Regions from separate parts of the Mus musculus genome. Here region 2 is linked to region 1. Evidence: chromatin contacts called from public Micro-C data. All regions are on one chromosome and are shown on one strand. Each heading gives the region's core, a stretch centred on a gene start, on an enhancer-like site or on the middle of the called end of the contact. The rest is flanking DNA. Distances are from core to core; before and after follow the strand shown.

Region 1 (5,291 bases), core at 1,489-3,988:
AATAAAATAAAATAAAGGCAGAAAACTGGAGTCATTATTCTTTTTAGGGAATATTTTGCTCTGGTCAATGTGAAATTGCATTTAGGAGTTTGTTTATTTGGGGTGTTTCCCCAAACTAGCCCAGTCATTTAGAAGCATAATGCTAAGACCTTCAAATGTATAGTGAGGACAAGGCTTCCCCAGGACCCTCCACAGAACCACGGCCCCTGTGTCTGTATCTGTTCACTCTTCTGCCCTTAGTCTCTGTCTCAACATAGAACCAACCTGGTCGTTTTCCTGCCTATACTTGCAGTCAGATGTATCCTCGTTCCACAGTGCTTGGTTCTAAAGACAGCTTCCCTTTAAAGCCCATTTCTACCAAGTTGGGTTTTCTTAGAAACTTGTACTCTCTGGTAGTTTTGGACCATAAAATAGCCCTTTATATGAAATAGATGACACTAGTAGCCCATCTGTTTAAGCATTGGAACTGAGTCCACTCGAGTGTTTGAGGACTTCTCTGTATCACCTGTTAGTCCAAAGTTCCAAGGTGACATTTGGGGGTTGAGCCTCCAAGAAGTTGGGAATGAACTTTTCCTATCCCTCCCTCCCCGCTCCCTTTTTGACCGGCCTGCCAGATTATCTGGTGGAAAGAGTGACTAGCAAGGTTGGGGCTTAGTTGATGCCCCTGCAAGTGGGTGAGTCAGGGGCACGGAGATGAATGACAAAGGATGCTGCTGGCAAGGCAACAGGTCTCTGGGATACAAGGACTCACAGACCCGCAGAACTTACCTGCTGCCACGAAAAGCAGAAGCAGGAAAAACACCCCACAGAAGAGCAAAGATGTAACCCCCATCTCAGGCTACAAAGGAAAAGAGAGGACAATGGTAGAAGTAAGGGATGCAGTGAGGCTGGTACCTTCCCGCACACAATTTTAGAGAATCCAGAATGTCAGTCCCAGTTCAGGTCACTGGCCTTCCTTCCCCTCTGCATGGGGAGCCCTCCACTTGGCCTCCCTCCGTTCCAAGGCCAGCCTTTCCCCATCTCCATTACACCAGACCTTCAGAAGCCAGTAAACGCCGACTGGCCTGTGAAGGGGACTGGTGGGGAGTTGGGAGACAGGGCCAGATGTGCTGGCACTTGGATCAAGCCAGGGCCAGGAGACTGAACCCCAGCCAGAGCAGACTGTGGACCCGCCCAGCGTGCATCTGGGATCGCATGGGTCGGAGGGGCTCCCCTGTAACCCTATGTGCTCGCTGGCTGAGCGGTAAGTGCTGGCCCACCTGGAAAGGGCAAGGGAGAGCAGGAATCCCAGAGTTTGACCCAAGTCCCGGCCCACTTTCCAGGTCGGAGTCTTCTAGCCGCCCCAGTGACTATTGATCGCTAACTCCCTCCGCTCCGGCTGCCCCGGGCTTGCTCCACCTGCCTATGGGGTCTCAGAGCGCTGGGTCTCGTGGAGCAGAGCGGGAACCACTCTGGGGACCGAATCCTGGTTGGTCACCGCACTCTGCACCTTGGGCATCGCTTCTCCGCCGCGGGCGGAACAGACTCACCTTCCCCAAGTGGAGCAGGACAGAAATAATCCGTCCTTCGAAAATCGTTCAGTCTTTTTTTCCTGATCCCAGGCCAGCACGTTCATCTATCAGGAATGTCGGCTTAAATATGCTCCAGATCATCGCTAAAAATTATTATATCCTTTCCAAACACTATCTGAGCGGTTCTTACACACCCAGCACTGTCCTAAAATGGACTATTCCAGAGGTGGAAGCGCTTCTGAGAAAAGGCATTAACCCCACCCCAGCCCCGTCCTCGTGCCAGATCTTAGGTAAAGCAGACTCCCGACAGGTTGAGCACCGATACAGTCAGTCTAAACTTGCCATAAAGTAATGCTTGCTCGGACCTGTCTTCCTGCGCCAGAGACACTGGAGACCCCACTAGGCACTGAGAAGAGCAGTGGCGGCAAACGCTGTCAGACCAACAGCTTCTTAGTGGGCATCCCTCGGAGTCTTTGTGGATTAGAAACTGTAAGACTTTGAAAACAACCACAGCGTCAGTCTGACTAGCTGTCCCAGGTTCACAAAGTTAAGATGTACACGTGTCTGTCCGAGTACTGTCCCTTGGCAGAAGCACTCTGCCTTACAATTCTGGGATGATCTCTGTGTTGAGTAAGTCTGCTGATGCATGAGGAATCAATCATTAGTTCTGGATACAGAACAGATATGGGGATAGTGAGTTTTCAGGGAAAACAAAAACAAAAACCACGACGTTAAGCGGAATGAGAAACAGAAGAAACGTCCTACCTATACGGAAATTAAACAAACAGGAAGCTAAGATGTAGAAGAGAGATTACAGGGGTGGGTGGATGAAGCCGGTGAAAAGAAGCTGGGTTCAATTAGTGCGCACCAAACCCCAGTAATATATAAAATTAAGACAAAACTGATTGAAGTTTTAAAAATAAAAACACAAAACTATCACGTGTGTGCACGCAGAACCTCCCAGAGAACTACGGAAGGAACTGAGACTGTACTCACAGAGGTCTGAAGGACAATTTCAGCTTTGTTTGGAGTGGCCAGAAGAAACCCAGCTTTGGTAGAAACTTACTGACTTCAGTCTCCTCTGGTGACCCCCCTCTTCTTCTCACTTTTGTATCTTGAAGTGTGTGCCACGCAGTTGTCAAGGGCCACATAATTCCAAACAAGCTGTGTCGCGTAAGCAACAAACATCAGAAGCCATCATCTCCCAGCTTCCGGTCTCTGTCCGCCCAAACCCAAACTCCCAGTCTTCAGCTTGGTGCTTATTCTCTCCCCTCCCCCTCCCTTTGTGTGTGTCTGAGTGGTGTGTGGGGGTGGAGAGCAGAGAGGGAGAAGCAGGAAATTCCTTAAGCAATGTAAGATATTCTTACATAAGATTTCCTAGTCACTGTATAAAATTTACTATACTGTGCACTTACATAACTTACTTTTTAATAAAAGCATTATACTTGCGGGATTTAAACATTTGAGGTGTGGTCCTTCTCAATAAAGGCTTGCCCCATCCTGTGAGCATGAGCAACCGACGTGTCTCTCTCCCTTAGCCATTTTGGTTGTCCCATTTTTTTTACGTTTTGCTAATTATTATACATAATGTTGCCGCGACAATCCTGGCAATGTCTCTTACACGTCTGAGAGAAGCTCCTGGATCATTAGGTAGGTGTGCCCTCGTCTGCGTTGGCAAACCTCTGACTGATTATTCCATGACACCATTCTCTAGAGAAGGATTCTGATGCCCCATGTTCTTGCCAAATATTAAAGGCATCCGAATGTGTCCGATGGCACACTGAGTGTTGGGAAGACAGCTTAGAGACATGAGCCCTTCAACAGCTTGCCACCATGATTTTCTGGTAAATAACATTTTTTTAAAAGAGATATTCAACTATTAGGAAGCACATAAGATATGAAATACAGTTAGGAGACAGGTGGAAAGAATATGATAAGGCACAGCCTTTCTCCTGAGCAGTGGCCTGGAGCCCAACAGGTAGATGTCTGGGGCAAGAGCTCTCTCTTTCTACTTTTTACGTTTTATTTTTACTATGTTTAATTATGTGTGTGCATCTGCACTGGCTATGTGCATGTGACTGCAGGTGACCATAGGGTCCAGAAGAGGGTGTCGGCTCCCTTGGAGCTGGAATTACAGGTGTTTGTGAGTTACCTGATATGGGTTCTGGGGACCAAAGTCTGATCTTCTGCAACAGCCATTTACATCCCTACAGAATGAACCGTCAGTACAAAGTCTCTGAAGGACCGAGTTTGGGACACTCCAAAAAAAAAAACTGAAATGAAGGGAGAGTGATTGCCACACAGCAGAGGGGAGAGCTGGGTAAACTGAAGTATGGAAGTAGGTGTGGCTAGATCACATGGGGCCTGGGAACGACAATACAATGGCTGCCATTATTATAGGCAAAATTAAAAGATATTACAATGTTTAAATCAGGAAAAATATAATCTCACACTAATTCCTCCTCACCCCGGAATTGGTACCCTTACCACTAAAGACAGCCTAAAGCGCAAAGCACTAAGGGAACAGCACAGGTTTTCAAACCAGGTGCACATAGAGCTGAAGAGGAATGGCAGGGTGAAGGCATGGGGGCGGGGGAGTTGCATGGGGAAAGAGTAGATCTAATAATACACAAAGGCAGGGCAAGTCGGTGTGTGCTACTGAGCTCATGGCTGCTGTGTTCCCCTGAGACACAGAGAGTGGGGGTTAGGGCCTAGACCAGCAAGCCCTTCTTCAGTAACAGGGGAGAGAGAGAGAGAGAGAGAGAGAGAGAGAGGGAGAGAGGGAGAGAGGGAGAGAGAGAGAGAGAGAGAGAGAGAGAGAGAGAGAGAGAGAACCAGGAGATCAGAAGATAAAGAGGATAGAAGAGAGAGAAGATTTAAAAAAAAAGTTTGGGATCTGGAGGTCTTGTACAAGCTATGGCTTGAGCCAAGCAAGCTTATTTAAAAAGTACAGCATTATTTGATGTACAACTTCCAGGGGAGAAATGGGGGTGTCCAAAGAAGCTACCCGACAACGGGACAAAGTCAGCAGGAAGCTAATCAAACAGTGTTGCAAGAGAGGAACACAGGGTTTCTGGAGAATACTATATATAGGCCATGCATACAATGGCCTTGAGACTGATAACCAATAACTCCATACAGTCAGAAGAGTTGAGATCTCAGGATCTGAGGTCACAGCTCCCCCCAAGGCCCTGGCCCCAGGTCATTACCAGCTCTGACAAGGTATTTCTGATTTGGAGAGGAAGCTCTGTCCGTCTCCATATTCTAGGGCCAACAGGTAGATGTCTGGGGCAAGAGCTCTCTCTTTCTACTTTTTAAGTTTTACTTTGACTATGTTTAATTATGTGTGTTCATCTGTGTTGGCTATGTGCATGTGCGCCTTGGTTGCTCAGTCAGGCAACCTCTCCACAGATACCAGAGGAAGATACTCCCTTTGGCCTTTCTGTTTTGACCTATATGGTTATGACATAAATCTCAGCACTTTCTCAACTTCTGTCTAACATGAAATTTAGAGACCCACAAACCATACATTGGGGTAGAACCTAAAATCTGGATATGTGTTGGGTAGAGCGGCAAATACATGGGGTGCCGCCTGGTACGATAACCAGCACCACAGAGCCTCAGAAGTTAATGATTACTGTGTGATTCTTTACAGTCACAGCCACGAGTGCACACATCCAGGAGTCCTTTAGCCTGGGCTTGAAGAAACCCACTGCCTCCAAGAGCTCCCACTACAAACTAAAGTCCTATTAGCAAATCATTTCCCCTTCTAGAAAAAGG
Region 2 (5,728 bases), core at 1,522-4,021, 360 kb before region 1:
CCAACACCTGTGGACTTGAACCTCTCTGAAAAAGAGACAAGAATGGAGTGCTGTCATCTCTGCCCTGCCCCAGTGGCCTGAGAAGTACAGAATCCAAGGAAAGCCAATGGACTGGGAGGATACATGTGCAAGGTATTATAACTTTGGTCAAATCTGGCGTTGTGAGGGCATAGTGGCCTGTGAAACAGAAGAGGGCTAAGACCATGGTTAACAGAGACGTGAAGGTGCCTGTGTGCAAACTTTGACTCACATAAGCATGGACACATTTAACCAAGTTCCACACGGTTAGGATGACGATGTCCATTAAGATGACTGGAATACCACAGCTGGGTTGAGAGGACTCCCAAAGGCAGCCCAAGAGAACAAGAGCTCAGGAATAAACAGAAGGCAAGAAGCACAGAGACAGCAAAAAAAAAAAAAAAAAAAAAAAAAAAAGGGCCACCTAGCACTGTGGCTCTCTGGAGCACCGTGGCCATTGTCACCAGCAGCACGCCTGCCTTGACAACCAGGATTAATGGACAAACCCACTCTCCTCTAATCCTTATTCCAGAATACTCTTTCAGAGAGGACCAAAGATGAGGCATCAGGCCTTCCTCGGCCTAGAACTGGGTCTCTCCACCCACCAGCAAAGCTACCTCATGTCTCAGCTTCCTCCTCCCCAAAACAGGGCCATCATATCTACCCAGGATGAAGGCTGTGAAAATGAGGGATAATGAACTTAAGTGCCCACTAGCGGCTGTTATTAGTGTAATTAATCTGATTAAAATAATCAGGGGTAAAGAACAGAAGAGGGTGTCAGAGCAGAAAAGCAGTAATGGGAAAGGTCACAAATGCAGCCCTCCTGGGCTCCGACTCAGGCACAGGCAGGGAACCAGAGGCAAGCTACCTGTGTGCATTTGGTGGGTCCGACTTTGTGGGTCATAGTATGGACTTTCCAGTTTTGGTTTCCACCTCTCTGAGGTGAGAGTATTCACAGCTGCACATCCCTACAGGGCAGGGATGCTGTGGGGGATGATGTAAAGAGAGAGCATCTCGGGCTATTATTAGAGACCATGAGCTTATGTGGCTGTTTGCTTGATAGGGAAGTCCATGTCTCTTATACCATTGCTCAGATGGAATTAAAGCACGCGCAGCTAGTTGGTCATGCCAGAGCCAGCAATTCCAGACTGCAGAGTCATTATGTAGTGTAGGACACCTTTGCTTACCACCATCACAGGCTAATAGATTTAATCTAACCTCGGAAGTCAATGCCAGGCTTAGCTTGCAAGTTCTACACTCTTACAAACCATCCCTGCCACCTGCTTAGACCCACCCCTTTCCAGTCACACTTTTTGTTTCTCTCTAGAATGCTGTTTCCGGTGAACAGCTCACACTGACCAGACTTTAGTCATCCTTGAAAACAGTCTGTATAAGTCAGGCCAGGATGTGACCCCTGCATCTATCCCCAGCCATATTGTGTTTGCCGAGGAGTATTTCCTGTGTTGTAACCATCGATGCCTCACCCTGATCATCAGAAAGGTTCCCTAAGAAAGGCTGAGATGTATGGAAAGCTGCATCCCACAAGGTGAATGCAAAAGCATAGAAAACACCGCGTTCTTCTGACCTCATACATTTTGAACAGTACAGCGATAGCGAATGTGCTTTAATACTGCATACAGAGTAAAATGGTGAGCGGGCGTTATGATGGAGTGATCAGGTTAACAGATGAGAAAACGGGCTGAGCTTGGGGATGGGTTAATTATTTGTTAATAGCTGGTCTCCCTGGCTCCAGTTACCTCTAAAGAAGAAAAGGCTTTCTAGAGAGGAAGGAGCCCAGAGAGCCCAGAGAGAAAGAACAGGGCACTGGTGTTGTAGTGGCAAGCATTTAGGTGTCCACAGTCCCAATTTAAGCACCTCATCAGACAGGGACATGAGGAGGGTCTGTGTTCTGCCAACGCACCCTCTCCCATCCAAGATCTTGCCCACTTCCACTCTCCTCTCTACTTGTAGATGATATACAATCTAGCTAAGCCCTGCCTCAGTTAGCAAGCAAGTCTCCCTCAACTTTGGCACAGACCTGTCAAACTTGACGCTCAAAGCAGAAGTTCACAGTGGGTCTCTATGCTATGGGCCAGTCTTTCCCGGCTTTCCAAGGCCAGCGTCGGATTAAGAACAGGAGATCTTTCAACCACAGGAGCTAATCTGTCCGTCCAAGGCTGCCTTGGTGCAGGAGGAGCTGGCCACTATCTGAGACCAACTACTTGCCTACTTGGCGAGTCACCCACCAGGATCCCCAGTCTGATCGTCCCCGCCCCCACCCACGGGTACAGTTCCTTACCAATCTTGGCCAAGGAGGCCAGTAGGATCCACAAAGTGATCTCGAAAGGGATTTGCACGTGGGGGTAATCCAGGGTGAACACGGGCAACCGACTTTCCTCGAACGGCGTCGTTCCCGGGGCCACCACACTGGCAGGACTTGGCGGGTTGGAGCTGGCACCCCTGGCCCTGGGTGCGTCCAGCAGGGTCTCGGCCAGCGCGCCCGCCGGCACTGCCACCTGCAGAGACAGCAGCAGCAGCAGCAGCCAAGACAGTGGCGCCCGCACGCTGTGCGCGGTGCCCCGGGGGCCCATGGGGTCGGCAGCTATGAGCGCAGCAGAGGACGCTGGTGTAGGATCTGGGTTCCCTCAGAGCATCGCGGGAGGGACAGCACTACTAACTCAACGGGACTGCGAGAGTACCACACCACCGCCTCCACGGGGTCGGGGCCCTGTCGCCAACCAGTTCGGTGGGTGTGAACCTCGCAGGGCCCGGAGGGGAGCGCGCAGCGACAGGAGGCCACTGCGCGGTCCCTCGGCCGCGCTCAGCCTTGCTCAGCCGCCCTCCGCCGCCGGCCGCCCTCCCATGCCTGGCAGCTACAGGCCCTGCCCGGGGCGGCCCGAGGGCGGGCGGGGACGGGGACGGGGGCGGGGCGGGGCGGGCGCGGCGCCCCGGTGGCGGGGCGGGAGGACGCGGAGACCCGGTGCGACGCGCACCTGCCGCAACCCACAGTCGACGCGGGGGCGAAGGTCGCGCCGCTCTCTAGCCCGCCCGCGGACCAAGAGCCGCTGTTCTTGGGAGCCCGGGAGCTGTGGGTGCACTAGGTGCTCGGTGCGCACGGTGGCCTGAGCTGTCCCCGCCCCGGAGGCAGCGTCGGCCGTCCATCAGGGCTGGGACCGACGCGACCCACGCGTCGCGCCCTGCCCCCTCCCCCCGCAGGCTCCTGCAAGGAGACACCCCGGGGCGCTGGCACGCGAGGAGGCGCCGCGGGCTCAGGCAGGGAGGCGACGCCGGGCGCGGAGGAACTGGGGAGCCTTCGCCACTGCTGGGTCTGCAGAGACCGACTCACCGAGGGGAGCCTCTCGGGGCCTCGGAAAGATGAGAAGGAAGAGCAAAGCACCTTGAACACAGCCTGTTCTCTGCGCACCGAAACTCCCGGTTGAGAACTCAGCGCTCCCACGCTCTCCCAGAACCCTTGTCTTTCCGCTTTTCCACTCCTTGTAACAGTGTGCACTCCACTTTTCTTCCCTCCCCCAGCTTTGGGGACGAAAAAGTCTCTGTTTTTAGGCTTCGAGGTGAATCTGTCTGAGGGCATCAGAAACATAACTATTTCGTGGAAAACCAGTGATTTGCCTAGCTTAGACGGACTTGTTCGGCTAATTACAGGATGGACTGCGGTTTGGAAAAGCGGGATTCTCCCAGCGCCAACTGGCCCTTCTCCCGAGCCCGACCTTCCGCAGGGGCATTGCCAGGTGCCCTGCCTGCGATCCCACTGTCCCGGTGTCCTCACGGTGAGAAACTGAAAGGAACCGAAACCAAACCATCTGCCTCCCAGTTAACCCACACGGTTTCCCCTAAACGTATAAAATAAAAATTCTTATCTTTCCCACAGGGTTCCGGCTCTTGTTTATACACCCCTCAGTCTGACACAGAAAGGTCTAACAGAATCTGTGAGATGTCAGTCGTCGGAGGCCATCTGAATAGAGGCAAGCAAGGAACCTTTGAGTCTGGGAAAGGCAGGGACCATTCTAGCCCGAAGTAGAATGGGTCTCAGGGTTGATACAGAATCGGCACAGAATGTATCAGTTTTCCAGCTTTGAAGTGGAACTGCCTGTGAAGATTCTGTTTCCTTGTAAAGATTTACTGAAACAGGCAGAGCCTAACCCTTTTCCTCCCTGCTGGGCATTTGCATATCAACGACTGATTCTCCCATCTCTTTTCTAAGAAAGGACTTGTTAACTAAGTGTTTTCTTTCTCGAATTGCCTTTCTCTCCAGAAGAGGCGCTGGGAAAGCACTTTCACTTGAATTTTTGGTTATCACAAATACCGAAGTTGGGAGGGAAAAACTGTATCTGTTTTACAGGTGAAGCACTGCACACACACGAACACCCTTCTAGATTAAAGTTCTAGAAGGTATCCACACCCAGGCCTGACCTTGCTAAAGCTGGTTCCACCCCACACTACCAATTTTAGATTATTTATCAAATAGAACAATGAAGAATATTTTAGGGGTCGTTTAAGAGCATAACTCTTAATAGGATGAAGTTCTGCGGAGAGTAAGCAGCACACAGTCAGACAGTTATTCTTAGATGTTGTGACATCACAGGAGGGCAAGCACGCAGTCAGACAGTTATTCCTAGGCGTGAGAATGTTGAGAACGACTGTGCATCGTAGGATAAATGACATTCCACCTCACTGTCTAGAGTATCTACACAGGTCACAGATGCTGGAGTCACTGTCCTTTGTAAATCTCTGCTACTGCAAAGACTAATCGGTTTTTGTAAAACTTGGGAAAATCTTTTTATTCAGTCTTGTGGGTGATAAAGAGGAGATAAAGAGCAACCTGCTGGGGCTGGGGAATGGCTCAGCCCATGAAGAGCCAGCATGTAGACTTGAGTTTGAATCCCAGAATCCATGTGGTGGTATCACACATTGTGAGCCCAGTATTCCTCTGGAGAAAGACCTGAGGCAGGAGAATCCCAGGTGCTCCCAAGCCAGAGAGAAGTGAACAATAATAGACCCCTTTCAAACAAGGGACAGGGCGAGGACCAACAAATACCTGAGCCTGTCCTATGAACTTCAGCCATGTACCACACACGCGCGCGCACACACACACACACACACACACACACACACACACACACACTTTCATCTTTTACCCAAAGCAAAGAAAGAAAGAATTACATGTATCCTGTTATGCTTACATCTTAAATCTGTCTCAGTGTTACATACACTAAAAGCTGGTCACTAAGAGGAGTGGTGTTACATGGCTGTGGACCCTTAGGAGGTGAGCCCTAAGGGTAAGAAGTTAGGTCATTGAGGGCAAAACCTTGAAGAGCATTTTGGGGTGCTGGGACATCTCTCTGTCACTTCCTGGTCACCTGAGTTATGTAGCTTTCTCTGTCATGTGTCCTGTTGCTTTGCCACAGACCACAAAGCAATGGCATCAACTAACCCTGGACTGAATGCTCTTCACTGAAGGCTAAAACAAATCTTTAATCCTTTATCCTTTTCCTTGGTATGGTGTTTGACACAGTGAGGAAAGTTAGGGTGGCACCGCTGTTACCATTGGCTTGGCCATTTCCCCAAAGGGTCCTATGGAGGAGCTCAGCCCCTGAGACCTCTGCTTTCAGCTGTACCCACAGAATGACTGAAAGCAACAGTTAGATATTGTCTGGACTAACTTAAAACGTGTTAGTGGCTTTTCCAGTAC

The links. Hi-C and Micro-C count contacts between places; a contact is called where the count stands out from the background.
Region 2: a Micro-C map of embryonic stem cells shows a contact between it and region 1, with 2.8 times the contacts expected there. The contact joins the promoter of Slc9a2 here to the promoter of Il1rl2 in region 1. A contact is called at or near these places in 3 of 484 Hi-C or Micro-C datasets (all in embryonic stem cells) and 1 of 115 datasets of contacts at active chromatin or transcription factors (embryonic stem cells).

What each region holds. Positions count from the first base shown.
Region 1 is chr1:40,322,036-40,327,326 of GRCm38.p6, reverse strand. Il1rl2 (interleukin 1 receptor-like 2) reads right to left here and starts at 2,738. Exons shown (of 11, transcript NM_001356478.1): 1 at 2,578-2,738; 2 at 769-838. The coding sequence starts at 832.
Region 2 is chr1:40,678,755-40,684,482 of GRCm38.p6, reverse strand. It overlaps Slc9a2 (solute carrier family 9 (sodium/hydrogen exchanger), member 2), which reads right to left and starts at 2,771. Exons shown (of 12, transcript NM_001033289.2): 1 at 2,318-2,771. The coding sequence starts at 2,609.